Linked DNA regions of Mus musculus: all the other regions are linked to region 3. A link is a contact called in public HiChIP or PLAC-seq and promoter capture Hi-C data. All regions are on one chromosome and are shown on one strand. The core of a region is the stretch at or near the end of the contact, and the rest is flanking DNA. Distances in the headings are between cores, read along the strand shown.

The links. HiChIP or PLAC-seq counts read pairs in DNA pulled down with a chosen protein or histone mark. Capture Hi-C pulls out chosen DNA fragments and counts their contacts.
Region 1: a promoter capture Hi-C map of liver shows a contact between it and region 3, with 8 times the contacts expected there. The contact joins the promoter of Dctn6 here to the promoter of Eri1 in region 3. A contact is called at or near these places in 7 of 39 promoter capture datasets (the 3T3-L1 cell line, cranial neural crest, hippocampal neurons and 3 more), 4 of 484 Hi-C or Micro-C datasets (B cells, CD4 T cells, CD8 T cells and 1 more), 3 of 115 datasets of contacts at active chromatin or transcription factors (astrocytes, embryonic stem cells and large pre-B cells) and 2 of 9 other capture datasets (adipose tissue and liver).
Region 2: a contact with region 3 is called in a promoter capture Hi-C map of liver, with 5 times the contacts expected there. The contact joins the promoter of Gtf2e2 here to the promoter of Eri1 in region 3. A contact is called at or near these places in 3 of 39 promoter capture datasets (the C10 cell line, liver and pre-B cells) and 1 of 9 other capture datasets (liver).
Region 4: a contact with region 3 is called in an H3K27ac HiChIP or PLAC-seq map of T-cell acute lymphoblastic leukemia, with 14 times the contacts expected there. The contact joins the enhancer-like site here to the promoter of Eri1 in region 3. A contact is called at or near these places in 3 of 39 promoter capture datasets (HPC-7-derived erythroid cells, embryonic stem cells and hippocampal neurons), 1 of 484 Hi-C or Micro-C datasets (erythroblasts), 8 of 115 datasets of contacts at active chromatin or transcription factors (the 230-238 cell line, T-cell acute lymphoblastic leukemia, Th17 cells and 5 more) and 2 of 9 other capture datasets (adipose tissue and liver).

Annotation. Positions count from the first base shown.
Region 1 is chr8:34,107,368-34,110,067 of GRCm38.p6, forward strand. It overlaps Dctn6 (dynactin 6), which reads right to left and starts at 1,345. Exons shown (of 7, transcript NM_011722.4): 1 at 1,052-1,345. The coding sequence starts at 1,074. It also overlaps a transcript of Mboat4 not described here.
Region 2 is chr8:33,730,734-33,733,433 of GRCm38.p6, forward strand. It overlaps Gtf2e2 (general transcription factor II E, polypeptide 2 (beta subunit)), which reads left to right and starts at 1,334. Exons shown (of 8, transcript NM_026584.3): 1 at 1,334-1,396. It overlaps 1700104B16Rik (a long non-coding RNA gene), which reads right to left and starts at 1,754. Exons shown (of 2, transcript XR_004691281.1): 1 at 1,056-1,754; 2 at 1-344.
Region 3 is chr8:35,494,272-35,496,971 of GRCm38.p6, forward strand. Eri1 (exoribonuclease 1) reads right to left here and starts at 1,262. Exons shown (of 7, transcript NM_026067.3): 1 at 1,001-1,262. The coding sequence starts at 1,096. Gm51568 (a long non-coding RNA gene) reads left to right here and starts at 1,255. Exons shown (of 2, transcript XR_003947532.1): 1 at 1,255-2,700.
Region 4 is chr8:34,162,451-34,165,150 of GRCm38.p6, forward strand. Saraf (store-operated calcium entry-associated regulatory factor) reads left to right here. Exons shown (of 6, transcript NM_026432.4): 3 at 2,691-2,700. Among named protein-coding and RNA genes, the nearest start is that of Mir6395, 2.9 kb to the right of the region's middle. Within about 2 kb of position 1,386, at least 67 of the 459 cell types and tissues checked have an H3K27ac peak or open chromatin away from gene starts, as enhancers often do. A contact at or near this core is called in T-cell acute lymphoblastic leukemia, liver and memory CD8 T cells, where this site is marked.

The DNA.
Region 1 (2,700 bases), core at 95-2,594, 1.4 Mb before region 3:
GACCAAATGCAGCGTGGGGAGGAGACGGTTTATTCGCCTTACACTTCCTGCTCACCATGCCCAGGGAGCTCAGGGCAGGAACTATGACTGCTTACTGGCCCACTTGCTAAGTAGCTTTCTTAAATGGCCCAGGCCTACCCGACTGGAGATGGCTCTGCCCACAGTGGGATGGGCCTTCCCATCTCAATCACAGATCAAGACACTCACCCCGACATGGACGATCCTTCAATTGAGGTTCCCTCTTCCCAGATGACTCTAAGTTGTTTCAAGCTGACAGTTAGAACTCATCAGGACACTAACCCTAGAATTTCTACAGACCATCAAATGATAATGCATACCACAAAGTTCTTAGAGCAAAGTTTATTCCTGGGGCGTCACTGTTCTGACACCAGTATTCTCGATTCTGAGCCGAAAGTTGCCCAGAAACACCCTGTCTCTCTAGATCTTTGTCCTGTGATAACTGAATGCTTGCTTCCGGGGCGATCCACGCCCTCTTCTGGCTTGAGAGACAACATTCACACGCACACACCTTAACACCGATACATGCATATACATACAGCTGTATATGTATATGTATATCTCAAGACATTAATCCCAGGACAAAGGAGGCAACGGCAAATGAATCCCTATGCTTTTCTGTTATCCATGCGGTCTCTTTCCACCAACGGCTCTCACTGGTGAAGACTGTGACAGGAAAAGCCATAGTTGCCGGCCCTGGGCTCTCAGGCACTGACATAAGGATGACAGCATCAGTGTCTTCTTCCAGGCCTCCCTCTTCCTGATCAGAGGCAGGGCCGACGGTGCAGCCACCGCTGAGCAGCCTTCTCGCCCGCACAACCTCCCTCAGCCTCCCTGAGTCCCCCACGCAGCCCCAATGGAGTCTGCGCAGGCGTGCTGGGATGGGTGGGGGTCACGGAACAAACCCTCTCCGCCCCCACACCCCACGGACGCCAGGTATGGGATTATGGAGCCATCCACCTATACACCGTCTCAGTGCCCCCACGCCGCGACCAGAAACGGGTTCTGCCCCTGCGGAGGTGTTAACACGTACCTCTTTTGCGTCTTCTCCGCCATCGTCAAGCCCGGGTCTCAGGAAGAGCTGAGATCGATTTTTGCAGCCTGGCTAGAGCGATGATCTCTGCATGGGATTGCAGAGCCTGGCACGGCCTGGGAGAGGCGGGGCCTGAGAGACCCGCCTTCTGCTTTCCAGGTTCGCGCTTGCGTGCTGAGGATGGTTTGCTTTTCGGGGTTGGCTTGGCTTGCTTCGCTTCTGCCTCCTGGAAAGTCGTTTTTTCCACTTGACAGTGTTTACCAAGTCTATCCTAACCCCATCAGCCCTGATCCTTATCGTTAAGTTCACTCTACGTTTAACTTCCTCCCTAAGCCTGTCAAAATCTCTTTTGAACATCAAATCCAGTTTTTAAACGTCTCTTTACAAGCGCGCGCGTGCGCGCGTATGCGTGTGTATGTGTGTGTGCTTGGCTCTTCTGAGGCTTTGTCATCTCACGCTATTAAACTTTGAAGAAACCAAGCTGTCTTTCCATCTCCCAACTACTGCTACGTAGGACCCAGGTGGCATAATAAGGATTCATTCTGAGAAGCAAAACCAGCAGGAGATATGAATTACGAGGGTTTTGTTAGGAATTAGTTAGGGATCTGCTGTGCAAGTTCGAAACCCGTAGATCAAGCTGGGACTTTTTCATTTGGAAGGCCAAGCTGCTACCCACAGGTGGAATTTCTTCTTTTCAGGGGGGAAGTTTCAGTGTTGCTCTGAACCCTTTAAACTGATTGAATCTGGCCCACTCCTGGTTATCCGGGACAATCTGTTTCTTAATTAAGCAATTTCTAGTCACACCAAGAAATATCTTAAAGGGGGTGTGTTGGGGCTGTTGGCTCAGTTGGTACAGTGCTTGCTTAGCATGCATGAAGTCCAGAGTTCATTCCAGAGAGTCACACGAAACTGGCCATGGCAGAACCCACCCATAAACCCAGCCCAGGAAGGATCACAAATTCAAGGTCACCCTTGGTTACTCAGAGTTATGGCTCCTGCCATTTTCCTGGTTTTTATAGTGGTTGTTGTATTGTTTTAACAGTTTTTCTAGTGTGGTTTATTCTTTTTTATGATTTCTCAGAGGGACTTGTTTCTCTCTTCAATCTGAAAGATTCCTTCAGGTCTTCTGTAGACCTGGCTTAGTGGTAATGTGTTCTTTGAGTCTGGTTTTGTTTGTTTGTTTGTTTGTTTGTTTTTGGTTTTTGAGACAGGGTTTCTCTGTATAGCCCTGGCTATCCTGGAACTAACTCTGTAGACCAGGCTGGTCTCGAACTCAGAAATCTACCTGTCTCTGCCTCCGGAGTGCTGGGATCAAAGGCGTGCGCCACCACTGCCCAGCTTTGAGTCTGTTTTTGCAGTAGAAAGTGTTTATTTTTCCTTTAGCTAGAACACGTAGGTTTAGTGGGTGCAGTACCAGAGTACTTTCAGACTTTGAAATACATCATTGTGAGCTCTTGCAAGACGTTTAAAGTTTCAGCTGAACAGCCTACCTTCATTCAGAGGGACACACCTGTTCAGGTGATGTGGTGTGGTGATGCTCTCTTGCACTTTAAATACACTTTTTTTTTTCTTTTATGGTCCTCCATGTTAGTGTTTTAAATACAGTATGACAGGGGAGGTTCTTTTCTGGTCTTCCTGTCTAGTGCTTC
Region 2 (2,700 bases), core at 84-2,583, 1.8 Mb before region 3:
AAGAGTGAACAAGAAGAATGAGTAATCGGTGGGCGGGTGGGAAGGGCCAGGGGACTGGTGAGCAGGCTTTGAAATGTATAAGTGCTTGTAGGGACTGAGGGAGTCTGGAGGCTGCCGGGCTTGCACCTTGTGCTGACATGTTAATTGGAGAGCCATAAGTCACTTTTGCTGGAGGAAAGGGAAATGAGTCATTTTCCTAGACAGAAACTAGAGCTTCACAAGTTCCGGAGGAATGCCGCCGTCTTTTGTCAGTTGTTAGAACTCCTCGTATAGTCCAGATTAAGTTAACTAGTGGATCTTCGGACTGTCATTTGAAGTTTGAAGAATTGGACTCTCCTTTGGACCTGACAAAAATTTAGTTATACAAAGTTAGTTTCTGCATCATCACTAGTATCCTATGTTGGGGGGGGGGCGGGACATACAAAACTAAGACCCAAAGTAATTAGTACTAATAAACTACAGCTATGGGATATTTAAATACTGGATTAGGCTGTACAAACAAGGATAGTTGTAGGGTGCAGGATGGGCCAATTATTATTATTTGTTGTTGTTGCCAAATATCGCACCCACATCTTATATTGTCCCCCAAAAAATCAAAGACAGGTCACAGGTATGAAAAGAGCCGGTGTTCGAAGCGCAGAAGCTGAGCTGTAAGTTTTGAGGTTGAAGTCCAGAAGTTGAATTCTATGTTGAGTTTGCCTTTGCTAGACTGTCCCTCCCACCCCCAAGCCCCCCGCCACTTGTTAAAGGTGGTTCTGGTGAGTGGTATTTGAAATAAAATAAAAAAGCTTGGCATGGAGCAGCACTTGGTAGGCCGAGGCAGAACGATCTCTGCAACTTTAATTCAAGTTCCAGGCCAATCAGGGCAACACAGGAAGACCTTGTCTCAAATAACCAAAACCACCCACCCTCCAAAAAATATGACAGATTTATTGGTAATGTTGCCGGTTGGGTTAGACTCCAGAGCCGGCTGAAGGAGCTGCTCCGACTTTGTGCCAAGAAAAGCGGCTTTCCGTTCTTCCCTAGAGCAGAGCTGGTAGAGTAAACGTGGCTACCGGCAGCCTTTGAGCGCGCTCCGGTCGTCATGGAAACTCGGGGCGGAGCACGCCGTGACGCAGGCGCCTTTTCGGAGCGGCGTCGCGGTGGTTGCTGGGAGCGAGCGTCCTAGCCGCCGCACCAGGAAGTGGAGGGCGGGGCCGGGGCTGTGTCGCCAACGCCACCACCACGGCCGCCTCGGGTTCGACCCCCTTGGCAGGTCCGTGTTGGGCGTGCGCGCCGCGACGGCGGCGGGGGGCGGGAAGCGGGCCCGCGGTGGGCGGGTGTGTGCGTGCGTGAGTGCGTGCGTGCGTGCGGCCGAGGCGGAGGCTGGGAGGCGGCGCGGGCTGCGGGCGCTGAGGTAGGGACTGCGGCGGCGGGCGAAGGGGGACGAGTCCCGCGTGGGACTCGGCTGCCCCGAAGCGGGACGCGTCTTCCGAGGGGACGCGCGCGTGGACGCCACGCCGCCGAGCCGTTCTCCAAAGCCGAGCCCCCGAGAGGAGGGGCTCGCCCCAGCCAGCATTGTCTTTTAGGCCGGACGTCCATACAGCAAACTTTCGGGTTGGAAAGCGGGAAGGATTCCGGGTGGGCGAGCGGATGGTGCCGACCGCTTCTTGGCCACAACCACAGCAGCCGAGCTCATCCCTGTGTGGAGTTGGGGGGACCACCATGGCGTCCCCTCCCGACTGGCTTTTCTAATGCTGCTTTAAACTTTTTGAGGTTGTGAGTTTTCGGAGGAGTCGAGAGGTATTTTCCCGATCGAACTCTGCGCTCCGTTTTCCTGATGTGCTCCGGTACTCGGGGGCGAGCCGTGAAGCGAGAGACAGAGTAGACAGACAGGCTGCTGGAAGATTGCAGATTCTGGGGTAGGAAAGAACTGGACAGTGGAGCCTGAAGATTTGAAATGTTAGTTTTCCGGTAGCTATCCACCGTGAAACGTACCAGCTCTCGGTCGTAACATCCTGTTCGGGGCTTTTGATTGACCAGATTAATGTAAAGTAGACGTGGATATAGTTTCTTTACCACCCAGGTTAGCCCTAAGATGTGCACTGCAGTACAGATGTTGGTTGCAAAAGGAGGAAAAGTTAGTTGGAACTCCGGAGAGTAAACCGCTTGCTCTGGGTGCCTTTGTTGGTATCATCATATAGAGAGGTCTCTCTTATTTCAGAAAGCTTTGCTAGGGTTCCAGGGCTGGGACACATGACTTCTTACTTAGTTGTGCCACTTCTATTCAGGTTTTATGTGTTAAAATTAGCCATAGCACTAATGCTTAGTCTTTCAGACTTGTGGGCATTATGTAGTTAGGTTTTTCTAAGTTGTACAGGTTTGATCTGTCCTAAAGTCTTTATTTGACGTCCAGATTAGTCATCTGACCTTATGAAGTAAAATGTTCCTGTTTTAGGAGTTGCAAACTGCCTGTTTCCTCAGTCTTCTCACGTTGTGAATTTTTTCTTATTTTCATGCTTTCCCTACTCATACCTCTCTCACTTGCATATTAAGTTAATGTTAATTTCTTACCTAATACAACCAAAATAACAATTACTCTTGAAAAAAAATCTTTCATAAATACTTCCTCACTTTTAGAGTTGAGCCAAGTATGTACAACACTGATAGTGCCCCATTCCCCAGACCTAGGAGGAAACTACATTTAGAGCAGTTCTGTAG
Region 3 (2,700 bases), core at 12-2,511:
TCCGGACAAGAGGAGCACAAGATCCTTACGTTACAAAACACTCCACGATAAAAGAACACAAGGAAGCCAGAGTGGACGAAGATGTGTATATGAACTGAGCAGAGGGGCAAACTGAAGAAGGCACGGAATGCGCAGCGCAACCTCGGCACAGACTGTCAAAAGGAAACTCTAGAGGCCTGATAGACAGCTTAACCATGAAGAACAAACTCTGCTCTTCCCCAAGACCCATACCTCCTTTCCTGGTCTTCAGAGGCACCTGCGCACACACACACATTTTAAAAAATAATATTTAAAAGGCTATTCTGGCTACTACACGAAGGTGTAAATGGAAAGAATAAAGGCATTGGGACGCCTCTATGGAATACCCACCTTCTGACATTTTGGTTTTTGAGCCTAGCCTTTCACACCCAAGCCATCTATCTCTCTACCCTGCCAATGAATGAATAACCTGGGTGTCAGTACTCAACTCCTCTTACGAAAAAGCGACAGAATTTAGCATCTCGCTCACAACCCGCGGCGCTAGCCAACACTAATTCATCAAGATGAAAAACAGAAGTCCGGGGATCATCTCCTGATCTTGCCCATGCCGTGAGGAAGTAGCAAATCACTTAGAAAGCCGGTCGTGGCAGGGTTCTGGGCGAGACAGTAGGGGACGGGGAAAGACCGGGGGAGGGTCCTCTCGGGAACAGATGCACCTCGGGGTGCAGAGGGCAGTGGGCCGTCTGGGGCTGGGAAGACACGGGCTGTCCGAGCACCCCGAAAGGCTTGCCGCCGCATCTGGCGGGGAGGGTGGGCGCTGGAGAGAACCCAGCCAATCAGCGCCACGGGGCTGATGGAACGGCAGTGCGCCCGCGCGCGCCGAATGTTTACGCGGAATTCTCACTCGGAACTTCCCGCCTGACCTCCTCCCTCTCGAGGCCGACGATGCTCGCCCCGACTAGGACGGAGCAGGGGAGCGAGCGAGGCCGCCCCGCACGCGCGCGCGAGCTCCCGACCTCACCTCCACGCTCAGCGGCCGGGACTCCTCACACTCCGGCCGCGGCGTCTTCTGCTGCGCCGCGTCGCCGCCACGCTCCCGGCCCCGCTCGTCCTCCATGCCGCCTCTCGCGGGCCGCGAGACGGCCGCGGACGCTCACTGTCGGTCCACCGAGACCCGCGGGAAGCCGCCTCGCTCTCTCCCTTGAAAAACTACCGCGCTTCACGTTCCCGCGGCGGCCGCCACACAAACTCCGCCGGACGCCTCCTACTTCCGGGAGCGTGTGGCGTTGTCACGCCGCGCAGGCGCAGTGGGCGGGTCCCCTCCTTTTTCTCCCCGCGCGCGCGCGGTAGGACGGCGGCGGGAGAGAGCCCGGGAGGCGAGCGATTTGGGGAAGTGGGCGTGGGTAGCCCGCAGGTTCGAAAATGGTGCTGCGCCGGTTGCCTGGGATGCGCGCGTGAAGCTGCCCTAATTAGTGTTTGCTGCAAGTTCTAAGGTCTTTCCTCCCAGTAACTCAAAATCTATTTACTTTTTTTCCCCCACTGTAGCAGAAGCTGCTTTGACAACGACCAGTGTAGTCTATGTATGCCCTTCTGCAGATGCGTTCCTAGGGTCTAGATTCCACAACGCTGAAATCTACAGGATTGCATCCTTTCCAATGCTGTTTGGCATTTGGGGACGTTTTTAAAAATCATTTTCATTCGTCTCCACCCCCCCCCCTTGTGTTTATGGGTGTTTTACCTGCGAGCATGTCTGCACCGCGTGTGTGCAGTACCCCAGGGAGGCTGAAGAGAGCGTTGTCCCTGGGATTGGAGTTAGAACCCAACATGGGAGTTGCCATGTGGGTGTTTTTGAGAGGCGAAGGAAGAAACTACCATTCCAACTTAAGTGTCTGGGCAAGATGAACTTTACTCTTTATCAAGCGGGTATGCTCGAAGAGTGAATACATACAAGTCAGGAAGTGTGTTTGGTGATTATTTTAACTTAGGGTGTGGCCTGTGTGTGTCTCTTCCTCCTGATTTGAGGTCCCGTTGTTTCACAGCCTGATTTGATTGGCTAGTCTGAAAAGAATTGGTGCACAGGAAGTGGAGGATGGGGAAAGGGGCCATTGGAATAAAGGAGCAGTTCTTTGAGTAAACAGTAGTTTTTCTGGATCTGAAGGATCGAAACATTTTCATTAAAAGTCTCACAAGGTGGAGGAAGATAAAAAGATTTCAATTCTTTGTCTTAAACCCAAGTTTTATAGTATCCATAGAAAAGACTTGTGGTGGTTTAAATATGCTTGGCCCAGGGAGTGGCACTATTAGTAGATGTGGCCTTGTTGGAGGAAGTCTGTCACTGTGGGCATGAGCTTTAAGACCCTCATTCATGCTGGCTGCCTGAAAGTCAGTCTTCTCCTGTTTGCATTTGGAGCAAGATGTTGAACTCTCAGCTTCTCCTGTACCATGCCTGCCTGGATGGTGCCATGCTCCCACTTTGATGATAATGGACTGAACCTCTGAACCTATAAGCCAGCCCCAATTAAACGCTATCCTTCTAAGAGTTGCCTTGGTCATGGTTAAACACTTGTCATAAGACAAGACTCTTACTTGGTATTTCTCACACACTGGCGATTGAACCGGGGTCTCTAAAAAGGCAGCCAGTGCATCTAACCATAAAAAGAAGAAAAATCACTTTTCCAGTCTCAAATTCTGCTTGCTTATTTTTAAAAATATTTTATGCTA
Region 4 (2,700 bases), core at 136-2,635, 1.3 Mb before region 3:
TCTCACTCTGTAGGCCTGGTGGCCTGGAACTGGCTGTGTGGACCAGGCTGACCTCAAACTCATAGTGATTTCCTTGCGGCTTCTTCCCAAGTCTTGGGATTAGAGGCATACAGCAACAAAAAGAAAAATAGCATATTATGTAAATAAAAAACATTTGGGCTTGAAAGAAATCATCAAGAAAGATGCCCCAAAGCTGGGTTTGGTGGCCCACGCCTTTAATCCCAGTGCTCAGGAGGCTGAGGCAGGTGGATTTCTGAGTTGGAGGCCAGCCTGGTCTACAGAGTGAGTTCCAGGACAGCCAGAGGTTCATAGTGAGATCCTGTCTTAAAAGCCTCCAAAATGAGCGAGAGAGAGAGAGAGAGAGAGAGAGAGAGAGAGAGAGGGGAGGGGAGGGGAGGGGAGGGGAGGGGAGGGGAGAGGAGAGGGAAGAGAAGAGAGGGAGAGAGAGGGGGAGAGAGAGGAGAGAGAGGGAGAGAGAGAGGGGAGAGAGAGGAGAGGGAGAGAGAGGGAGAGAGAGAGAAAAGAGGGGAGAGAGGGAGAGAGAGGGGAGAAAGGGGAGAGAGAGGGAGAGAGAGAGGGGAGAGAGAGGAGAGGGAGAGAGAGGGAGAGAGAGAGAAAAGAAAAGAGAGGGGAGAGAGAGGGGAGAGAGGGGGGAGAGAGAGGAGAGGGAGAGAGAGGGAGGGAGGGAGGAAGAGAGAGAGAGAAAACAAAAAGAAAGATGCCCTAATTATGCCTCTCCTATACATACATATACTCCTATGTATTCAAGAGAACTAAAGACACATTTCTTCCCCAAATCTATAAAGATATTTGCAGGAATATTCAAATAGCTAAAACCTAGAGACAGCTGGAATGTCCTTTGGGAATGAGTCATACAGTGTAGTCCATTCCTAAGGTAGAGTGTTGTTTAAGTCATTAGGAAGGACAAGGTGCTGCTTGATACTGTAACACGGGTGGGCTTTGAAAATGCTCTGCTGAAGGAAGACAGCAGTTACAGACTCCTTGGAGTCTCCTCACAGGAAATGGCTAAGTAGGGGGAGGTAAAGCAGACAGGGTGGGGGCCAGGAAGGGGAAGTGGCAGCTGTGCACGGGCTGAGGTTTCTTTGGGGATTGTCGAATTACACCTCAGCCTAGCTATTTATTATAAACAGTAAAACAGTGCACCTGAACTTGAAAGAGAATTTGAACAAAACACAACCAACAGAACCGGTTACACTGGCCTGGCTTGTACCTCTAAACCTTGGGAGGAAAACATCTTATCTGTCTACTTAGTTTTTGATGGTGCTGTTGTACATGGATGTTGTACATGCTCAGCCCCTGCCTGCCTTACACTCCAGTCTGAGTTTTGTTGTTTTGATGAGAGATATTTCTGTGTTCCCTGGCTGGCCTGAAACATGGTGTGCAGCCTCAGCTGGCCTTGGACTTGAGCCTTTGGGCAGTCATCTCTGGCTGAAACCCTGTTTTCTCTAGGTCTCTTCTCCCCCCACCCCCCCACCCCCTGTAAAATGTAAGCATCATGGACTCTTTTTGGAGTTTTATAAATATTGTTTTAAAAAAGTTAAAGAAGATTATGTGGGATTAGCCCCTGTAAAGTCAGTCCATGCTTTTAGAAAACGTGCATGGGAAGTTTTGCTTTGCAGAAATCATTAGCTCTTATTTATCTGACGCTTGTTTAACAACCATTTCACTGTGTTCACATCATTTCCCGTTCCTTTTTCTAAGTCCTCTCACACACTCCCCTTGAATTCACGGCCTTTTCCCCTTTAGTTGTTATTACTGTATATATACAATAATATACAATATACATAATTAATATTTAAATACAATGTGCTGAGTCCCTTCACTTTTGCAAGCATGTGTATTCTTAGAACTGACCAGGTGGTATTAGATAACCAGTTAGGGGGTTCTTCCCTGATACTGATTCTTTAATGATTAACATCTAAACCATCTAGCTGTACAGGATGTACCTATGACAACAGTGGCAATCAGGTGATAGTTTGAAGATTTGCCTTTGTTTTATAAATTGTGGAATAACTGACATGTGTTGTCTTAGTTGCTGTAAAGAGACACCATAACCATGGCAACTCTTATAAAGGAAAACATCTAATTTGGGGCTGGCTTACAGTTTCAGTGGTTTAGTCAGTATTATGGTGGGATGCACGGCAGGATATAGGCAGACTTGGTGTGGGAGGAGCTGAGAGCTCTACATCTTTATCTGTAGGCAGCAGAGTCTGTGTGCCACACTGGGCATAGCTTGAGCATAGGAGACCTCAAAGTCCACCCCCACAGTGACACACTTCCTCTAACAAGGCCAAACCTCCTACTAGTGCCACTCACTATGGGCCAGGCATTCAAATTCATGAGTCTATAGGGGCCAAATCTATTCAGATTACTACATCTGCTGGCTGTGTTGGTGCAGACCTTTAATCTCTGTGAGTTCAAGGCCAGCCTTGTCTACAAAGTAAGTCCAGGACAGCCAGGGCTACACAGAGAAACCTTGACTCTAAAAACAAAACAAAACAAAAACAATTACCTCCCCCGACCCCTACAACACGTACAGAAGGATGTGCAATGTGCCATCTGGGGAATAAGGAAAAGCGACAGAGTGAGTGCTCGTGTACCCGCCCGCCAGCAGTCTAAGAAGCACCCAGTAGACCTAGTCTCTGACGTTGACGCTCTCTCTTTCACAGTGGGAATGTA